2 separate regions of the Mus musculus genome follow, and region 2 is linked to region 1. A link is a contact called in public HiChIP or PLAC-seq data. All regions are on one chromosome and are shown on one strand. The core of a region is the stretch at or near the end of the contact, and the rest is flanking DNA. Distances in the headings are between cores, read along the strand shown. Region 1 holds the start of Edn1 (endothelin 1). Region 2 has its middle 50 kb from the start of Edn1.

Region 1 (4,540 bases), core at 1,125-3,624:
TTGTCTTCAGAAACGCTAAAGACAGAAGCTTCCCAGAACAGAAACTCCAGCCTGGGCTCTCCAGGCTCCAGAAAGCCCCAGTAGTAAGAGATGGCTAGGGTTACAATGCCCTCTAGAGACTCACTCGGGAGTGTTGACCCAGATGATGTCCAGGTGGCAGAAGTAGACACACTCCTTGTCCATCAAGGAAGAACAGGAACAGCGCTTGGACCTGCGGGGTCTCCAGGGTGTGCTGGGAGGGGGGCTCTGCACTCCATTCTCAGCTCCGGTGCTGAGTTCGGCTCCCAAGACAGCTGTGAAGAGAAGAGAGGGTCAGATTGGTAGTAATATCTTTCTTCAGGCGTCCAGAGCAAGCACCTGCACCCTAGTATTCAGGTCAGATCTAGCAGCGCAAATAGAAGCAGACAAGGCATAAAACTGCCTTTAGCCAGAAACACAAACAGAAAGAAAAGAGCTTCCTTTGTTCTCCGTGCCTAACAGGACTTCACCCTTACCCTGGCTGGCTTATCCACCTGCAGGGAGATCACACACACACACACACACACACACACACAGAGAGAGAGAGAGAGAGAGAGAGAGAGAGAGAGAGAGAGAGAGAGAGAGAGAGAGGAAAGGACTCCCCAGCCTTCTGAAGCCGCTTTGAAGTAGATACTGTCTGGTGGAATTTTGAGGGAGTCCATACCTGAGACATAGAATGGCACAACTCCCATAGATTAAACTGACAGGTGGCCACCAGCAAATAATATAGACTGCCTATTCCTGGCTATGGAGACATGTTCCCTACTCAGGATAAACTCTTTAGGGGTTTCCACCCCATTCCAGCGTGTGTAGGGGCACAGACCAGTCTAGGTGGCATATGGGTGCCTTTTTATAATAGACAGAAAGCAAAAACTTTCAGAAAATGCCTGGACACCGAAAAGAAACTAACTTTACAATATTCACTTCAGGTGGGAGACAAGTTGCCACTGACGGAAGAGAAGGTACAGCTGCTCAGGGAACCCAGGGAAAGTACCCCGTGGGTTCAGAATTCAGAATCTTTGGGCAGCACAGCTTGCTGTGGGACTTGACACCTCCCTCTGGCCCAACACAGCATCGCCGCGCAGTTTATCTGCTCGATTTTGTTCATTCCAAACGATCAGACACATTCCAGGGCTTTCACCCTTTTGACATCCTTTCTCTTTGCTTAGGGTCATGAAAAGACAAAAAGAGGGCACTGACCCTCAAAAAACAGGATGGGAGGAGAAAAGAACCAGCTGTGGCCCGTACTGTCTAATTCCTTAATCAGGCAGGAATGATCCCGGCTCCCCTCCCAGGACAGGTGAATACAACTGCAATAGAGCTCACAGTGTTTGAAGATGCCAAAAACCTGCCAAATGAAACCTTAAGTCAATAGTGACAAATTTTAAAGAAAGCATGTGCTTCGCCCTGAAACCGCCTGCGGGGTTATTCAGCGCATGGTTGATCGGCAGGTGATTTCCCTGCTCACGGTGTGCCTGCATGACCCGAATAAAATTCCTTGGCTTTAAGTTGGAGTGTTTCAATATTTTACACATTAGCGCACTATCAAGACAACGTTTGAATAAGCCCCTAAATGAACCGTGCAACCCTAAACACACTTATTTCAAAATAGATTTTTGCTTCAGCTGTACTGCTACAACGTTATTTTGAAGCTATGCGATACTCGGTTGTAGTCAGTTGTATTCAAACAGGGGTTTTATTTCTTTCGCTTCACACAGAAGTTAATTAATTGTAAGGCACTTGCTGCTGGAGCTTCAGTAATTAAAAAAATAAATAAAAAGGAAAGAATGAAAGAAAAGAAAGAAAGAAAAGTGGAAAACAGAAGCGATAACTGCGCTGCGCTGAAGTAGAAAGATTCGCAAGTGGCGCCTACCTGTTTCTGGAGCTCCTTGGAAAGTCACGAACAGCAGAGAGAAGATCACGGGAAAATAATCCATTCTGCAAAGGGGTCAGAAGAGTGGGGAAAAAGGAAAAAAAGAAAACTCGGTTGCAAATGGAACTCAATGCAAAACGAAGAGGACGGTGTCTGGTCGCTCTGATCGCCTCTGGGTTTTTTTGTTTTTTGTTTTTTGTTTTTTTTTTAGATCTCAGCGCGGTCCTCAGCAAGTGGCCCTTCCACTGGGGCGAAAGCGTCGCGGGCAGCCGGGAGGCAGCGCGCAAGGACAGCGGAGCAGACCGGGTCAGGCTCTCAGCGCCGGTGCAGGAACGCTTCTGACTCGGACAGTTCTCCGCCGCCTTTTTATATTGAACCCCTATAGAGTGGGGGTAAACAGCTCTGACTTTATTCCAGCCCTAAACAATGTTATTGTGTGATTAGTCACCCACAGGCAACGTGCAGCCAGAGATAAGACCCGGCTCTAGAGGAAATCACGGCTAACTTCAGAGGCAGACGCCCGCCGTCTGACAATCCAGGGGCAGGGCTAAGAAAAAGAAAACACCCACTAGACAGAGACCGCTGCAGAACCTGCAGAGAGCAGCAGCCCGCTTCCCCTTTTGCTAGCTGCCAGCCCCAGAGTTCAAGAATCAAGAGTTTCTCCAGAAGCAAAGTCACCCCATTGGAATGAAAAGTATGAAGTACAATTAAATAGATTGTATTGTGCGCGCGCAGGGGGGTGGGGTGGAGGTGGGGCTGATCATTGTTCACTTGATTTTCCTTTTATGTCTTTCTGATCAAACAAGGGGACGATCCCCACTCTTCGCTCTTGAATCCCAGCTACTGGGGCGGGCGGGGAACCAGATTAGTTTGGAAGATCACCCTACTTTTCCACCACCACCCCTTCCACCAAGTCTTTTCTAAACTAAAGTACTTCGCATTTGAGGTGAGAAAGATTCCGTCAGGAGTTAGCAAGGAAGGAAAACTAAATAATAATGATAACAACAACAATGTGGTTTTGTCAGGTACATCCTTATCTCCCTAGTATCGCCGATCAGAAGTACACGTACACACACACACACACACACACACACACACACACACACACACACTCGCCCTCCAATATTTCTTGTGCCCAGCCTCTCCCTGGGAATTGCTGCTATCGCGAAGGATCTTGAGAAATGGCAGAGACGACCGCCAGGGGGAGATGGAGAGCTGCAGGGGCTTATGCTTTAATAAGATAAAACAACTAAAGCCTCGGCTTCTAAATGATTAGTAACAAGCTGTGGCCAGGCAGAGAAGGGGCGCCTCACATACTAAAGAGAGGTGGCTTCAGGGCATTCCATTATTCCCTTCCCCGACTTTCCAGAGTCTCCTCCACATCACTTTGCTTCTTTACTCGGGCAAACCTGCGGTCTGTGCTTGATTAGAAAGCTACAAGGGGGGTGTGGGGAGGGAAGGACTGCCGATGCTGAATATGTGCATCAGATCATACCTCACCCTTTAATAACGTGTTTACATTTTCCAAACAGTTTCCTGTCTATTTTACCATGAAAGACTCCCTCCCCCAGGTGTCCATGGGTTATTAAGGCACAAGTGACAACATGTCTTCATGAATAAAGCAAAACACACAGAAAACACGTTGGCTTTTTTCAACAAGCTCCCGGAATGCCCATAAGCTGGAAACAACACACAGGATCCACGCAGAGTGGTTTCCCTAGGATGCTACCACAAAGGTCCCTTCTTCATCCCGTCTTGTTTGACTTCAGTTTTCCCTGGGAGTAGAGGCCAAAATAGACTCAATCCAGTCCATGCAACCATTTATTTCTTCACCTCTACAATCAAAAGGCAGACTTGATAGCAATACCCACGCTGTGGACAGAGACATGCTTAGGCCTAGTGACCTCTCTGGGAATCTCAGTAGGGGAGACACAGCAGCAGCAGCAGCAGCAGCAGCAGCAGCTTTAGGTCACTAAGAACTCTGTCCCTTAGGAGACTCTGGACTAAGAGCTGGAGACATTGAAGAAGCAGGAACCAGCATCCCTCCCACACCCACACCCGAGGCCCAGGGCCACTGGTAAGCCTCTGCCTCTGCTTTGCTTACCTCAGCCCAACCCCTGAGGGTGGGGGCCAGGAGGTGACAACTGCCCCTAGACCTGGGCCCCAACAGGAAGCCAGCTCATCCCACCCCAGCTCCTCAGGGGACCTGGAGGAGAGGAGAGCTGATGTCACCGGAAGGTCCAAAGCCCAAGTTTCCCACCAGCAAGAGAAAGGTGAGTGGGAAAACAAGTACTCCCCTCCCCCCCACACCCCTTTCTGACCTCCTGGCCAATTTGGCCAAACACTGGCAACTGTCAGGACCAACCTGTCCTCAGCTCCACCCCGGAAATGCCCAACCCAGTTCTGGAAGGCATCCCCAGTGTCTAGCCTGAGCCATCATCCTTCAGCTGAGGGACCTCTGCAGATAGCGATGGCCACAGCATCAGGGAGAGAAGGAAAGCAAAGGAGAACTGTCCAGGTGTTTTTCTACTACCCACTCCCTTCTTGTGTACCTGTGCCACTCTGAACATACACTCAGAAGTAAAATGCAAACCTCGGCAGCCATCCACTCTGAGCTTCTTCTAAAGCTCCGTGATAGCAAACCCCAAA
Region 2 (4,540 bases), core at 745-3,244, 50 kb before region 1:
AAGGATTGAGGCAGAGAGAGAGAGAGAGAGAGAGAGAGAGAGAGAGAGAGAGAGAGAGAGAGAGAAGAGAGAGAGAGTGAGAGAGAGAGAGAGAGGAGAGAGAAGAGAGAGAGATGGAGAAAAGAGAGAGAGATGGAGAAGAGAGAGAGAGAGATGAAGAAGAGAGAGAGCGCGCGCGCTCAAAATGCCTGAATTATATAGGGGATCCTCTGGGGGAAGGGTGGCTCAGCCCTTGGGAGGAAAGTTCCGGGTTGTTGTGGGCAGAGTATGCTAGGTAGGGACTGAGAGATGCTGGGAAAACCTGGGTGCCAAGTCTGCTTTGATATCTAAAATATGCACCTTAGCCCCTTGTCCCTGTTCAAAACCAAACAGGCATTCCCACCAATACCATAGGACCTATTCTGCTTGGTGCTGTTTCAAGTTGGAGCCTAGCTGAAGCAAGTATGTTAGTGGGAGTAGAGATTTATAGCTGGGCCTGATTCCATCATCTCTCTGTTTCCTGGTGCACCCAGGTGCAAGCAAGCAACTTTGAGTGTTTCTCTTGTCACAGTGAAGAGCGACATCTATCACCCTATGAAAAGTACCATTACTGGACATGCTGGACAGTACCCTCAAACTGTGAGCCCAAGTAGAAGTGTCCTTCCATCAACTGCTTCTTGTTAGGAATTTAATAATTTCAACAACAACAACAATAATAAAAAAGGACTAATATAGTCCTGCAATAGTTGCTTCTGTTTTTAACATTCAGACTTTTTTCTTCTCATTACTCCCTAATCAACGAAGCATAGCGAGAACTATAACCCATACAAGCATCGTGCTTGTGATCTCAGGCAACCCAAAGTTCCCATGGTATGCATGGAAAGAGTGGGTTGGAAATCAATCTCAGGTTCATTTTCTTTTCTTTTTTCTTTTTTCTTTTTTTTTTTATTTTTATTGTTTTGTTTTGTTTTGTTTTGCCTTTTTTTTGTTTTTTGTTTTTTTCAAGACACGGTTTCTCTGTGTAGCCCTGGCTGTCCTGGAACTCACTCTGTAGACCAGGCTGGCCTCAAACTCAGAGATCCGCTTGCCTCTGCCTCCCCAGTGCTGGGATTAAAGGCGTGTGCCACCACGCCTGGCTCAGGTTCATTTTCAACATAGATAATCTCAATATTCTTGATAAGAAATATTGGTGACAAGAGAACAGGTTCATGGGAACTTTTCAACATTACTGTAGGACAGAAGCAATAGGGGAATAGAGGGGGATAAAATAGGAAGCCATGGCCACTGTGTGAGCCTAGAGCATGGAAGATCCTGCAGAGTCTCTGACAACAAAGGATCATTAAGAAACAACTAAAAGCTTGCATGTGTCCCTTCATGCCAGAGCAAACACAGACACTGTTAACCCTTTGTTCCCAGGCTCCCGTCTTTGATGCCTCCTCTGCAGATGGACTATTTAAGCTAAGGCAGGCAGGAATTCATCCCCTGAGCTTGCAGCTCTAACAGGAGAGCATTCTTGCTTTCATATTCTTGGCATTGTATGCAGTTTCATGGGATTTGTCTGCCAGAAACCCATGGCGCTCAGCTATAGAGGTCTCCCATGCTCGGGGAAGGCTCCTTATTCTTTGGGGCTCTGTGTACAGCAGAGGAGAGCTATGTCTACAACTAAAGATGAAACAGCAGTAAAAAGAAAGTGAAAACGAAAGAAGCAAACCCACTTTGCAGTCAGTGTTGAAAAGTACATCAGAGAGAATGATCCTGGGCCTCTCTGTCCACGAGGCAGGTTGAGGAAGAATGATCTGGGTTATACTTACGAGAAGAGCTAATTAGGATTTTACTCTTCAATTGGTCACAATTCAAAGCCTATGTAGGAACTCAGGGGAGCTCCCAGTCCTTGATACGTGCACAGGTTTATGCAGTCCTGTCCCACTTTTTACTGAATGCACGACATCCTGGCCCCAACCCTGTCCTACACCCAACACCAGCCTCTTACACGGCCACACATTCTTGCACTGACTCACATAGCAAATATTTATGATGCCTCCGGTATGAGCTAGACACTCTGTTATGCTTGGAGGGTGTAAAGATGAAAAGACACAGAACGAGAGTGGGAGGGACATGTAAATCAACAATTAGTGCTCCGTGATGGCACACTGTGATGGAGGGATGCCCAAGGAGACCACACAGGTGAGGACAAATAACTCAGCCTGGAGGGTGGCAAGGGTGCTGGGAAATAGCCTTCTAAGAGGAGGATGCTTGGGGTACAAAGAGCAGCCCTTGCAGACAGAGAATCCAGCAGCATCAGTTACCTGTAGAGGAGCCAGGAAAACAAGGGCATCTACTTTGAAGTATCTTAAAGACCACTGACCCTCTAATAGTTCCCACATTGCCTGGGTATTTGAAATGGTCCCATCTCTAATGACTGAGTTAAGGGGCCATCTCTGCGTATACTACAGTGTTTCTTATTGTTGCTTTTTAAGGCAGAATCTCTTATAGATCAGATATAGCCAAAGAGGGCCTAACATCCAATATAGATTGGTTATCCAAAATTCTTGTGACCAGAAGTATTTGTTTCAGCTTTTGGACTATTTGCACGTGTCTGATGAGCCATCTTGGGTAATCCTATGGAAGTCTAAGCAAGAACCCCTCTTTCTGTATATGCTTTACAAACATACTCTTCGATTCATTTCAAGCAATCAACTTTAATAATTTTGTGAACGAGACTGAGATTTCACCCTATGAAATTTTCTTCTTGTAGCATCATGATGTTGTGTAGAAATTTTTGGAGTTGGCAGCAGTTTTGATTTTGAAATTTCAGGGCTAGGTCTAAAATGTCTACAAAGAGCAGAGCTCTGTTCAGAGCTTGGGGCAAAGTTTTCAATTCTTTATTCTCATCTCCTCTGCTTCCTGAAAGCAGCCCCAAAATGTTGCCATTATATTCCTGGGTCTTGATGAACTAGGAGCCTTAGAATGAAGTCCAGAAGCTACACAAGCTGCAACATCACACATAGAGAGTTCACTCTGGTTTCCTCTTTGGTAAAATGAAAGAAGTCTTGTTCCTGTAGAGTTGCTTCAAAGACTGTCATGGATCATGTGCACAGCATAGATCATAGGCACTCAATAAATGCTTCTTCTACCCACCTCAGGACTTCCACTTCCACTGTCTTTCCCTTCATAAGGATAACAGCTGTGACAGCATTCGTTGGAAGAAACCACATAGTGACCTTCTTAACATACTAACAGTTACTTTAGGTTCTCTGATTATGAACATGCTTTGGTTTGAATTGGGCTGGTGGGTCCCAGAAAGGCAAAGAGATGGATAAAATATGGGACCTAGGACACCAGATAAAATATAGGACCTATGCCACCAAAAGGTGGGTCAACTTCACAATATAACTTCGAAGTCTGAAGGCTTCTGTTTCCATGCACAAAGAATACTTAGAGACTTGAAACAGAAAATTGTTAAACGGTAGCATTTGTTTTAAACCCAAGTGACGTGTACACCTAAGAACTTTCTAGCAAAGAGCCCAGACATGTTTGTTCATGAAGTCTGGTGGCAAAGTCAGAAGCCGGGTAGTGGTGGCACATGCCTTTAATCCCAGCACTTGGGAGGCAGAAGCAAGCAGATTTCTGAGTTTGAGGCTAGCCTGATTTAAAGAGTGAGTTCCAGGACAGCTAGGGCTACACAGAGAAACCCTGTCTCGAAAAACCAGAGAGAGAGAGAGAGAGAGAGAGAGAGAGAGAGAGAGAGAGAGAGAAGGAAGGAAGGAAGGAAGGAAGGAAGGAAGGAAGGAAGGAAAGAAAGGAAAGAAAGAAAGAAAGAAAGAAAGAAAGAAAGAAAGAAAGAAAGAAAGAAAGAAAGAAAGAAAGAAATTCCTTCAATCACATGAAATGCACAGCATCCTGTGTAGGAGGGTGACTCTTTCATTTTCACTATAACCTCCCTCCCCTATAACTTCTTTGTTGTGTGTAATTTTTAGAACATGCTAGCTCTTTCCCGAGAGCTCTGCCCAAGCTCCCTCAGCCTCTGGAAGCTAGGTCCACAAAGCCACCAACAATCGCCTCAGCTATGCCCTTTTTTCTGCCCATCTAAGTTGTCCTAGATGGAAAATATCAGACAGCCTACATATTTTTAAATATCCTGCCCCATCCTCCTTGACACAATCAAGAACCAATTAGAGAATCAATAACTCCCCCTCCACTTCTTTTTAAAGGCTAAGAGCAAAACAATGTGTTCGGGATACTTTAGGACCTCTGTACTCATGAACTCACAGCAGCTATGGTCTCCTACACAAGACCTGCACAAGATCAAGCCAGCCAAGATCACAGCACAGGAGAGGGAGGGCTGATGAGCTCCTTGCAGACAGTAGATGGATTCTGGGAGTAGACTCAGTTTTCTTTAATGTAGCTCCTAGCAGGTTAACCAAGCTCTAGGGATGGTCCCACACCCATGATTATTTGGGACCTAGAAACTGGACTCAGTGAGGTATTATTTAAAAAACAAAAGCTAAGCTAAAACCATCCAGTGAAAAAAGACAGCATTTTCAACAAATGGTGCTGGCAC

Evidence for each region. HiChIP or PLAC-seq counts read pairs in DNA pulled down with a chosen protein or histone mark.
Region 2: a contact with region 1 is called in a FOXA1 HiChIP or PLAC-seq map of pancreatic cancer cells, with 4 times the contacts expected there. The contact joins the enhancer-like site here to the promoter of Edn1 in region 1. A contact is called at or near these places in 1 of 39 promoter capture datasets (macrophages), 12 of 484 Hi-C or Micro-C datasets (the AML12 cell line, the HL-1 cell line, LSK cells and 5 more), 5 of 115 datasets of contacts at active chromatin or transcription factors (bone marrow-derived macrophages, embryonic fibroblasts, embryonic stem cells and 2 more) and 2 of 9 other capture datasets (adipose tissue and liver).

What each region holds. Positions count from the first base shown.
Region 1 is chr13:42,299,310-42,303,849 of GRCm38.p6, reverse strand. Edn1 (endothelin 1) reads right to left here and starts at 2,374. Exons shown (of 5, transcript NM_010104.4): 1 at 1,892-2,374; 2 at 125-293. The coding sequence starts at 1,955.
Region 2 is chr13:42,349,320-42,353,859 of GRCm38.p6, reverse strand. No RefSeq gene overlaps it. Among named protein-coding and RNA genes, the nearest start is that of Edn1, 50 kb to the right of the region's middle. Within about 2 kb of position 1,994, at least 36 of the 459 cell types and tissues checked have an H3K27ac peak or open chromatin away from gene starts, as enhancers often do. A contact at or near this core is called in the HL-1 cell line, embryonic fibroblasts and pancreatic cancer cells, where this site is marked.